Linked DNA regions of Pan troglodytes: region 1 is linked to region 2. Evidence: chromatin contacts called from public HiChIP or PLAC-seq data. All regions are on one chromosome and are shown on one strand. The core of a region is the stretch at or near the end of the contact, and the rest is flanking DNA. Distances in the headings are between cores, read along the strand shown. Region 1 holds the start of DDX10 (DEAD-box helicase 10). Region 2 holds the start of C11H11orf65 (chromosome 11 C11orf65 homolog).

The links. HiChIP or PLAC-seq counts read pairs in DNA pulled down with a chosen protein or histone mark.
Region 1: a contact with region 2 is called in an H3K4me3 HiChIP or PLAC-seq map of stem cell-derived excitatory neurons, with 2.4 times the contacts expected there. The contact joins the promoter of DDX10 here to the promoter of C11H11orf65 in region 2. A contact is called at or near these places in 1 of 7 Hi-C or Micro-C datasets (stem cell-derived neural progenitor cells) and 1 of 1 datasets of contacts at active chromatin or transcription factors (stem cell-derived excitatory neurons).

What each region holds. Positions count from the first base shown.
Region 1 is chr9:110,645,217-110,649,358 of NHGRI_mPanTro3-v2.0_pri, forward strand. DDX10 (DEAD-box helicase 10) reads left to right here and starts at 2,665. Exons shown (of 18, transcript XM_009424123.5): 1 at 2,665-3,095. The coding sequence starts at 2,910.
Region 2 is chr9:110,448,969-110,453,558 of NHGRI_mPanTro3-v2.0_pri, forward strand. C11H11orf65 (chromosome 11 C11orf65 homolog) reads right to left here and starts at 1,670. Exons shown (of 9, transcript XM_063783395.1): 1 at 1,592-1,670.

The sequences.
Region 1 (4,142 bases), core at 1,415-3,914, 200 kb after region 2:
AAACCATCATAAAGCTGTCACTTTAAGTGATCAATATATGAACTATTTTCATCACAAATTATTAAATCCTAATGACTTTGGAATGTGATATTGAGTTCTTGTGACTAAAATTTGAATTTTCCACTATTGTATGTTAACAATTTGGTTTATTTAACAAACAAAATGACTTCTATGAAGAGTTTTGTTTTGTTCTCTGAGTATTCCCTGTTTTTATTTCTTGGATATGAGGCCTTATTTTCCTAAGAATATTGATAGTGATTTTTTTTTGAAGGCCTATTTTGCTCTCTGCATTAGTTTACTAATTTTGGCTTAAAACTTTTAAGTTAAAGGATTTCCTAAAATATTTGTTGGTCTTTGGTTATTAGCCCATATTTAAGAATAAGGCTGATTAGAAATGAGTGAACGGAGGGCTTATTAACTGATAAGTTTCACTAAAGAGCAATGGGGTGGTTAGAGAGTTGTCATTTATTTGGCTGCTGCCAAAATGTCTTTTTTCTTTCTCTCTCTTTTTGTTTTTGTTTTTTTTTTTTGAGACAGAGTCTGGCTCTGTCACCCAGCCTGGAGTGCAGTGGCAGTATCAGGGCTTACTGCAGCCTTGACTTCTGTAGGCTCAAGTGAACTTCCTGCCTTGGCCCCCTAGTTTCTGGGACTACAGGTGTGTGCAACCAAGCTCGGCTAATTTTTTTGAATTTTGGTACAGACAAGGTCTCACTATGTTGCCCAGGCTGGTCTCGAACTTCCGGGTTCAAGCAATCCTCCCACCTTGGCCTCGGAAAGTGCTGGGATTATAGCTGTGAGCCACCGTGCCTGGCCCCTAGATGTTATTGAGGTCTTTCTCTTGGACATTCAGTTTTCCTAGAGTTGAACCTTCCAGTTTCTTGCCTGGGGTGCATACATGCCTGACTCCTACAGTTTTAGGAAAAAAGTGAGTTATAGCTGAGGGCCTTATCGTTCTGTAGGTATGCATATGTGGTATACATATGTAGTAAAATACACATCACATAAAATTTACCATTTTAGCCATTTGTAAGTATACAATTCAGTTGCATTAAATACATTCTCATTGTTGTGCAACCAATCTGCAGAACTCTTTTCATCTTGCCAAACTGGAACTCTGCACTGATTAAACAGTAACCCCCTGGTTGCCTGAGTCCCTGGCAACCACAAGTCTACTTTCTCTATCATTTTGACAACTCTAAGTTTCTCATATAAATAGAACCATATATAGTATTTGTCCTTTTGTGACTGGCTTATTTCACTTAGCTTAATATTCTTAAAGTTTATCCACGTTGTGGCATGTGTCAGAAATTCCTTCTTTATGAAGGCTGAATAATATTCCATTTTAGGTACATATTATGTTTTGTTTACTCATTCATCAGTTGATAGACACCTGGGTTGCTTCCACATTTTAGCTATAGTGCTGTGGTGAACACGGTATGCAAATATCTGAGACCCTGCTTTCGATTATTTTGGCTATACATACCCAGAAGTGAAATTGCTGGCTCACGTGGAGTTCTATTTTTAATTTTTTGAGGATGTATATACACTTTTATGTAATCACTCCTTATTGAGCTTTACTGTCTACCACATCTAGTGTCCCTGAGTGTGGAAATTCTCTTGTTCACCTCCTGTCCTCACTCCCTTCCAATAAGCCATGTCTTGTTTGGAGGATGGGCATAGAGTTGAGAGTAGTGATCTGGATATGTGGGGTTGGAAAGGAAATTTGAGGGCCCAAAATTCTGCCTGTGAACTTTGAACTCAATTTTCCAATCTCCTTTGCTACAGCTAAGCTCTCCCACCCACATCCGGTGTTTTCCTGGAGGCTGTAGGTAAATGTGTCAAAAAATTCAATTCATTGAAAGCCAGTTCACTTAAATGTCCAACTTGCAATAACTTTTCTATTACCTCCTTTTTTTTTTGACGGAGTTTCACTCTTTCACCCAGGCTGTGGTGAAGTGGGGCGATCTTGGCTCACTGTAACCTCCGCCCCCGGGGTTCAAGCGATTCTCCTGCCTCAGCCTCCCAAGTAGCTAGGATTATAGGTGTGCACCACCACGCCTGGATAATTTTTGTATTTTTAGCAGAGACAGGGCTTCACCATATTGGCCAGGCTGGTCTCGACCTCCTGACCTCAGGTGATCCACCCACCTCGACCTCCCAAATTGCTGGAATTACAGGCGTGAGCCACCGTGCCCGGCCTCTATTACCTACCTCCTTACGTTTAGTTATCATTTTGTCTCCATAAAAGCATTTTAAGGCAAATTCAATTTGATTCCGTTCCAGTTTCCTTGCTGTTGCAGCTAGAGTCTGAGGGGCCCAGAGGAAAAGGAAAACCCAGAGGGGCATAAGAAGAATACAGAATATTCATTTTTATTCCTGAGGAAGTACAACCACCATGGATGGAAATCAGAAGTCATTAACTAGCTGTTTACTTCTGGGCAAATCTTTTGGCTCGTTGGCCCGAAAAGTGCAAAACGAGGGTCACAATTTTCATTCACAGATTGTATGTGTTTACACACATACTCACAAACGCTTAGCAAAGTTGAACCTGGAGCAAATGTGTTAATAGCCCTTAAAGGGTCAGTGTATGACGTCACCGTAGTAACAACAACAGTGCGCATGCGTTTTTTTTTAAAGAGCCGGCGTGCTCCCGGCGCCGCTCAGCTCGCCCCCTTCCTTGGAGTGCTGCGCCCCCGTTTCCCCAGGCTGCTCCTCCCAGCAGGAGCCAATTCGCCAATCACAGCCCTCCTTTTCCTGACGTCATTGGCGCGTGCCCCGGTTTCAAAAGCTCGGGGGCGGGCTTCTGGGTTCGCGCATGCGCCTCTGTGCGTTTGTCCCATGCTGGTTCCGTGAGTCTGGTCTTAGGTGTCTCGTGTCGGGGGTTAATCCGAGCTGTCGCCGCCGCCGCAATGGGCAAAACTGCCGACTCTCCGGGTTCGGGAGCCCGACCCGACCCGGTGCGGAACTTCAATCGCTGGAAGAAAAAACACAGCCATAGGCAGAACAAAAAGAAGCAGTTGAGGAAGCAACTGAAGAAACCCGAATGGCAGGTCGAGCGCGAGAGTATCAGCCGCCTCATGCAGAACTATGAAAAGGTGGGGCCGGCGCTGGGGAGGGGGCTCGGGCCGGCCAGCAGCGGGGCAGCGTCTCACTGCGGCGAGGAGTTGCAGAGTGGAGGTGGCGGATCTGTCACCGGGACCCGGCCGGGAATGAGAGGTCACGCCGGGTGCCACAGCTCAAACCTCTGCACCGTTCTGGCCACTCTTCTGCTTGCCACACTGTTCCTAAAAAAGTAATAGAAATGCGGCCGTACCTAAGGGTAGGGAGACTAATGCTGTAATAGCTACAGTCATATTCATATTAATAATACTGATGACAATAATGGTAATAATGACACCTACATTTTTAAGCACTCACCATGTGCTTACAGTAATTGTTTGACTTGATCTGAGGTATGGATATTAATAATCCTATTTAACAGATGAGATAATTGAGGTTCTAAGAGGAATGAAACTTGTCCGAATCTTTCACGCTTAGTAGGTGGTGTGGAATTGGAAGCTAGATCCATGTCTTTCTAATCCCAAAGCCTTTGCTTTTAACCATGAAGCCAGACTGCATCCCTCAACATCATCTATGCTCCTTCCTGTGCCCACCTCATTTTCTCCACAGGCTTCATGTCCCCATCCAAGAATTGGCCTAGAAAAGCTGGACCGCTGGTCTGTTTCTGTCACCTATCATCCCCACATTGTAGCTGGTGTTCCCAGATGAGTATACCTGTAATGATCACTTTGACCTCCTGACTTCTTCCCCCAACCTCCAGACTCCACAGGTCTGTCAATTCCTCTTTTCCCTTTCCCTAAATCCCATGTTTGTTGGTCTTCACCCACATCATTCAGCTTCTCAGCCCCCTTCTAGTGCAGTACAATCAGGGATTTAACAGATGGAACATTCTTGGAACTAAGGTTGCCATTGTAACAAATTACCACAAACTTGGCGGCTTAAAACAACAGAGATCTTGAGGTCAGGAGTTCGAGACCAGCCTGACCAACATGGTGAAACCCCGCCTCTACTAAAAATACAAAAAAATTAGCTGGGCGTAGTGGTGGGTGACTGTAATCCCAGCTACTTGGGAGGCTGAGGCA
Region 2 (4,590 bases), core at 420-2,919:
ACTCAGGAAGGCTGAGGCAGGAGAATTGCTTGAACCCGGCAGGCGGAGGTTGCGGTGAGTCGAGATCATGCCACTACTCCAGCCTGGGCAACAAGAGTGAAACTCGGTCTAAAAAAACAACAACAACAACAAAAAACGACAGATTCTAAAGCATGTTAAAATGTACCATCCAGTAGTGAGGGAGAAATTAAAGTGACGGAGAACTTAAAGGGGCAAAAAAAAAGGGATAAGTTAAAGGGTAAAACCTTTGAGTAGGTGTAAGAGGACACCATCTGGAGCAGAAAGGAGGGTGGGACCGTTGCTGGCTTTAGATAAGAAATAAGATCGACTTTATATGGTTATTATGATGCTCCAGATAAATTAACCATTGTGAAAACCCTTCGTAAGTTTTAAGATACTAAAATGTACTACCAGGCCGGGTCTGGTGGCTCACGCCTGTAATCCTAACATTTTGGGAGGCCAAGGTGGGCAGATCACCTTAAGTCAGGGGTTTGAGACCAGCCTGGCCAATATGGTGAAACCCTGTCTCTACTAAAAATACAAAAATAAACTGGGTGTGGTGGCGCACACTTGCAGTCACAGCTACTCGGAAGGCTGAGGCAGGAGAATAGCTTGAACCCGGGAGGCAGAGGTTGCAGTGAACTGAGATCACGCCACTGCACTCAGCCTGGGCAACACAGCGAGATGCCTTCTCAAAAACAACAACAAAAAACTAACCAAATAAAATGTACTATCAAACAACTGCTCAGGCAGTGAAGTATTTTACTACACCCATGTGCCACTTGTAGATTCACAGATAAGTATTTTCCAAGCTTATTATATCCCTAATCAATAAAATTTTTTATCATAATAGATGATGTTTTCACTTATTTATTTTTATGCTTCGTGGAAAAAAGCCCACAAGACGTGTTTGGATTCTTGGTTTCACTTTTAAAGCAGCAAACAATCGTTACTTTGCTTGAATTGGAACCTGTATACGTCCTATTTTGTTTCCTCTACTAAATTTATTGAATAAACAAATGATTCCCGTGGCCTTTATAAGTTTCGTAATTTCGCTTTTCCTTTTTACCTGTGGTCCTTGATGCTAGGGGCAGGAGAAGAAAAACAACTAACCTATTCTTTAAAAACGGGTTTCCCTTTTCCATCTCTAAAAAAACTGAAAAGACGTAAAACAAATGGGAGGGGGCAAAGGAAAGAAATGAGGAAAAATCTAAGGAAGATTAATGTGTACTTCCCGGTCAGCGGGAAGGTGGACGGAGTAATATCTTTGCGGAGGATTGGGGTGTGGGGATCTGTGAAGGCGCAGTATGAGCAGTAAGGACTTGTCAACCAGCCCGACGCAACTTCACCGAGGGCGAGGAAAGGAGCTCTGAGGAAGGGGTTACTCCCGGGCAGGACTGTAAACCAGCTGGAGGCCTCGCTGGGAGGGCTTTAGAGGAATGAAACGTCCTTAAGAGGGGCGGATGGGGAATGGTATCAAGGGTATGGGTTCTTTAGGGCCTTGAAACAACGAAGGCTCAAACCAGTGGGCACAAAGGCTACCGGAACAGTAGTACGCGCTGAGAGAAGGGACACTATTCCCTTCACCTACCAATCGCTGCTGGCCCGGGCGCCGCTGGACTCCTAGGTAACGTCGCAGGCGGAAATGACGTAACTCAATCCATTCTGTCCCGCCCCATTGCCCTCCTAGCCCCGCCTTCTAGGCCCCGCCTTTCCTCTATTCGCGCTCTGACAAAGTGCTGGGGATATAGACCAACCGCTTGTGAAGACTGCTGGTTCTGTTAGAAGCCCGCTTTCGATTGTCAGTGGCTTTGAGGCGAAGGATTTTGGAAGGGAAAGCAAAGTGATTGTCTACGAAGTTGGGCTTAGTATATAATAAAGCCCAGTCATTTCAACCAAGAACCTTAAAGATGTTGAGAAATATAATGAAATATTTTCTATTTAGTTAATTTTTGTAAAATTTTTCTTGAGATAGGGTCTCAATCTGTGGCCGAGGCTGGAGTGCAGTGGCGCGATCTCGGCTCACTGCAGCCTGGAACTCCCCTGGCTCAGGTGATTCTCCCACGTCAGCCTCCCGAGTAGCTGGGACCATAGGAGTGCACCACCACGTCAGGCTCATTTTTCTATTTTTATTAATAGTGGCGACAGGGTTTCTCCATGTTGTCCAGGCTGGTCTTGAACTCCTGGGCTCCAGCGATCCGCCCCTACCCCACCTTCCGCCTTGGCCTCCCAAAGTGCTAGGATTACAGGCGTGAACCACCGCGCCCGGCCTATTTAATTAGTTTAATTTATTCATTTGAAAATGAGACAACTGATCCTTCTAGCAATTTGACAGGTCTTGCTCAAGGTCAAAGAATACGTGACTTGCAGTCCAGTGTTATTTCTAAATGTAAGCTCTTCAGCTGGTTAAGCTAAACTGCTTTTAAGTGAAAACAGACGACCTCTTGAATGAGTTTTCAAATGACCTTAAATAATGCAAGCACTGCTTATCTAAAGCGAGTCTGACTTGCTTGAATTCTGAGTCTGACACTTTGGCAGTGCTTTAGTTGGTCACAGATTATTGCAATGTGAAAAAATCTTGTTCAGAACTGCCCAGTTTTGCTATGTTCGTCCTATGTTCATGCATGGAATATAATTTGTTTGTAAGGAAGATAAACTTTTAAGGAGGGAAAAGAAACACCTGAAGAGAAATTTCCCTGTATAATGAAAACATTTGTACAGAAAAAATTCTTGGTAGGTTAATTCAGTGACTCACTGAACTTCCAGAGTTCTTTAAAATCATCACAATCATAAGCAAGGGGTGAGCTTCAGTTCCTCTTTATGCAGTTGCCTTGATGCATTAATACACAGTAGTTATGAACAATAAACTGTAAAAATATAGTCATGGAAACATTATGTATATCTTAATTTTCAGTGTAATAGAAACTGGGTTAAAAAATTTAAATTCAGGCCAGGTGTGGTGGCTCACACCTGTAATCCCAGCACTTTGGGAGGCTGAGGTGGGCGGATCACTTGAGGTCAGGAGTTCAAGACCAGCCTGGACAACATGGTGAAACCCCCTCTCTACTAAAAATACAAAAATTAGCCCAGCCTCCCAAGTAGCTGGGACTACAGGCGCCCTCCATGATACCCGGCTAATTTTTTGTATTTTTAGTAGAGACGGGGTTTTACTGTGTTAGCCAGGATGGTCTCGATCTCCTGGTGGCGTGCTGCCTGTAGTCCCAGCTACTCAGGAAGCTGAGGCAGGAGAATTGATAGAACCCGGGAGGCAGAGGTTGGTTGCAGTGAGCCGAGATAGCGCCATTGCACTTCAGCCTGGCAACACAGCAAGATTCCCTCTAAAAAAAAAAAAAATTAAATTCAAAGTTACACAACAATGTGAATGTACTTAAGTCCACTGAATTGTACAATTGAAACTAGTTAGAAGGATAAATTTATGTATATTTTACCACAATTTAAAATTTTTAAATTAAAAAACTGCAAAACTAAGCCAGTAAATAATTCAGAACAAAAATTCCTAAATGTACTGGATGAAATATAAAAATAAATTTAAGGTATACTGCTGTTTAGATATTATTAGGTTGGTGCAAAAGTAATTGCGGTTTTTGCCATTAAACACACATAATTAAACATAATGGCAAAAACCGCGATTACTTTTGCATCAACCTAATAAACTGCATATTTTTAATGTAGTGCTTATCTGAATTATTTTAAAAAGTATTTACAATAGTTACTGTTGAGTACTTATGTTACCTCTAACCTGATCCACAAGAATTCAGCAATTTCTACATAACAGGCTAGAACATTTTCTTATTGCTCTAATACATGTAAAAATTGTTCAGTTCTTTAAAAGTATCTTTCTTTAAAGTAGCCACAAGGGATCATTAAGACTAGAAACTGTCAAGTGTTAGGTTTATTCATTTATATGTACCTGCTTAAATCTAGGAACAGTTTACTAAGACGCAGAACTCAGAAGAACTTCTGGGTGGTTTCACAGAAATCGTTCCTTACTTCCTTCTCTCTTCCCCTCTCCACTTATTCTCTTCCTCTTCTTTTTCTCTCTTCTTTGTCTTACTACTATTATACAATATATCATATTATATTTATGAAATTACTATTCTTGCTTTCCACTTACGAGGCAAAGATTTTTCTTTATAAACCATGTGAAGACAAGAGATAAGGAAACAAAAATGAATTGGCATGAGGAAAGGGGAAATATCTGTAGTGCCGAGGGAGAAGAGTCACAATTACATGCCATTTTGCCTAGGGAGAAGAGTCACGATTATATGCCATTTCTTTCCTCTCTGCTTTGGCACTGGAGCAAACTCCAACAATAGGGGACTCCAAGGCTGTCCCCCGGATGTGAGTATGGAATCTTTTATAATTGTGGAAAATATGTCATGTAGTAGAAAACCACAATGTCACACATGAGGAGTGGGTGTGGGTCAAAGGCACAGGTCCTGCAGTGGTCCTAAAGGAGGCCAGAGGGACCTCCAACCAGGCATCAATCCTCTTGTTGAGGCTTAGCAGTTTGAAGAGGCTAGAGGAAGGGAGTTGGCACCTTTAGCTAATTCTTGGCTGAGAAATCTG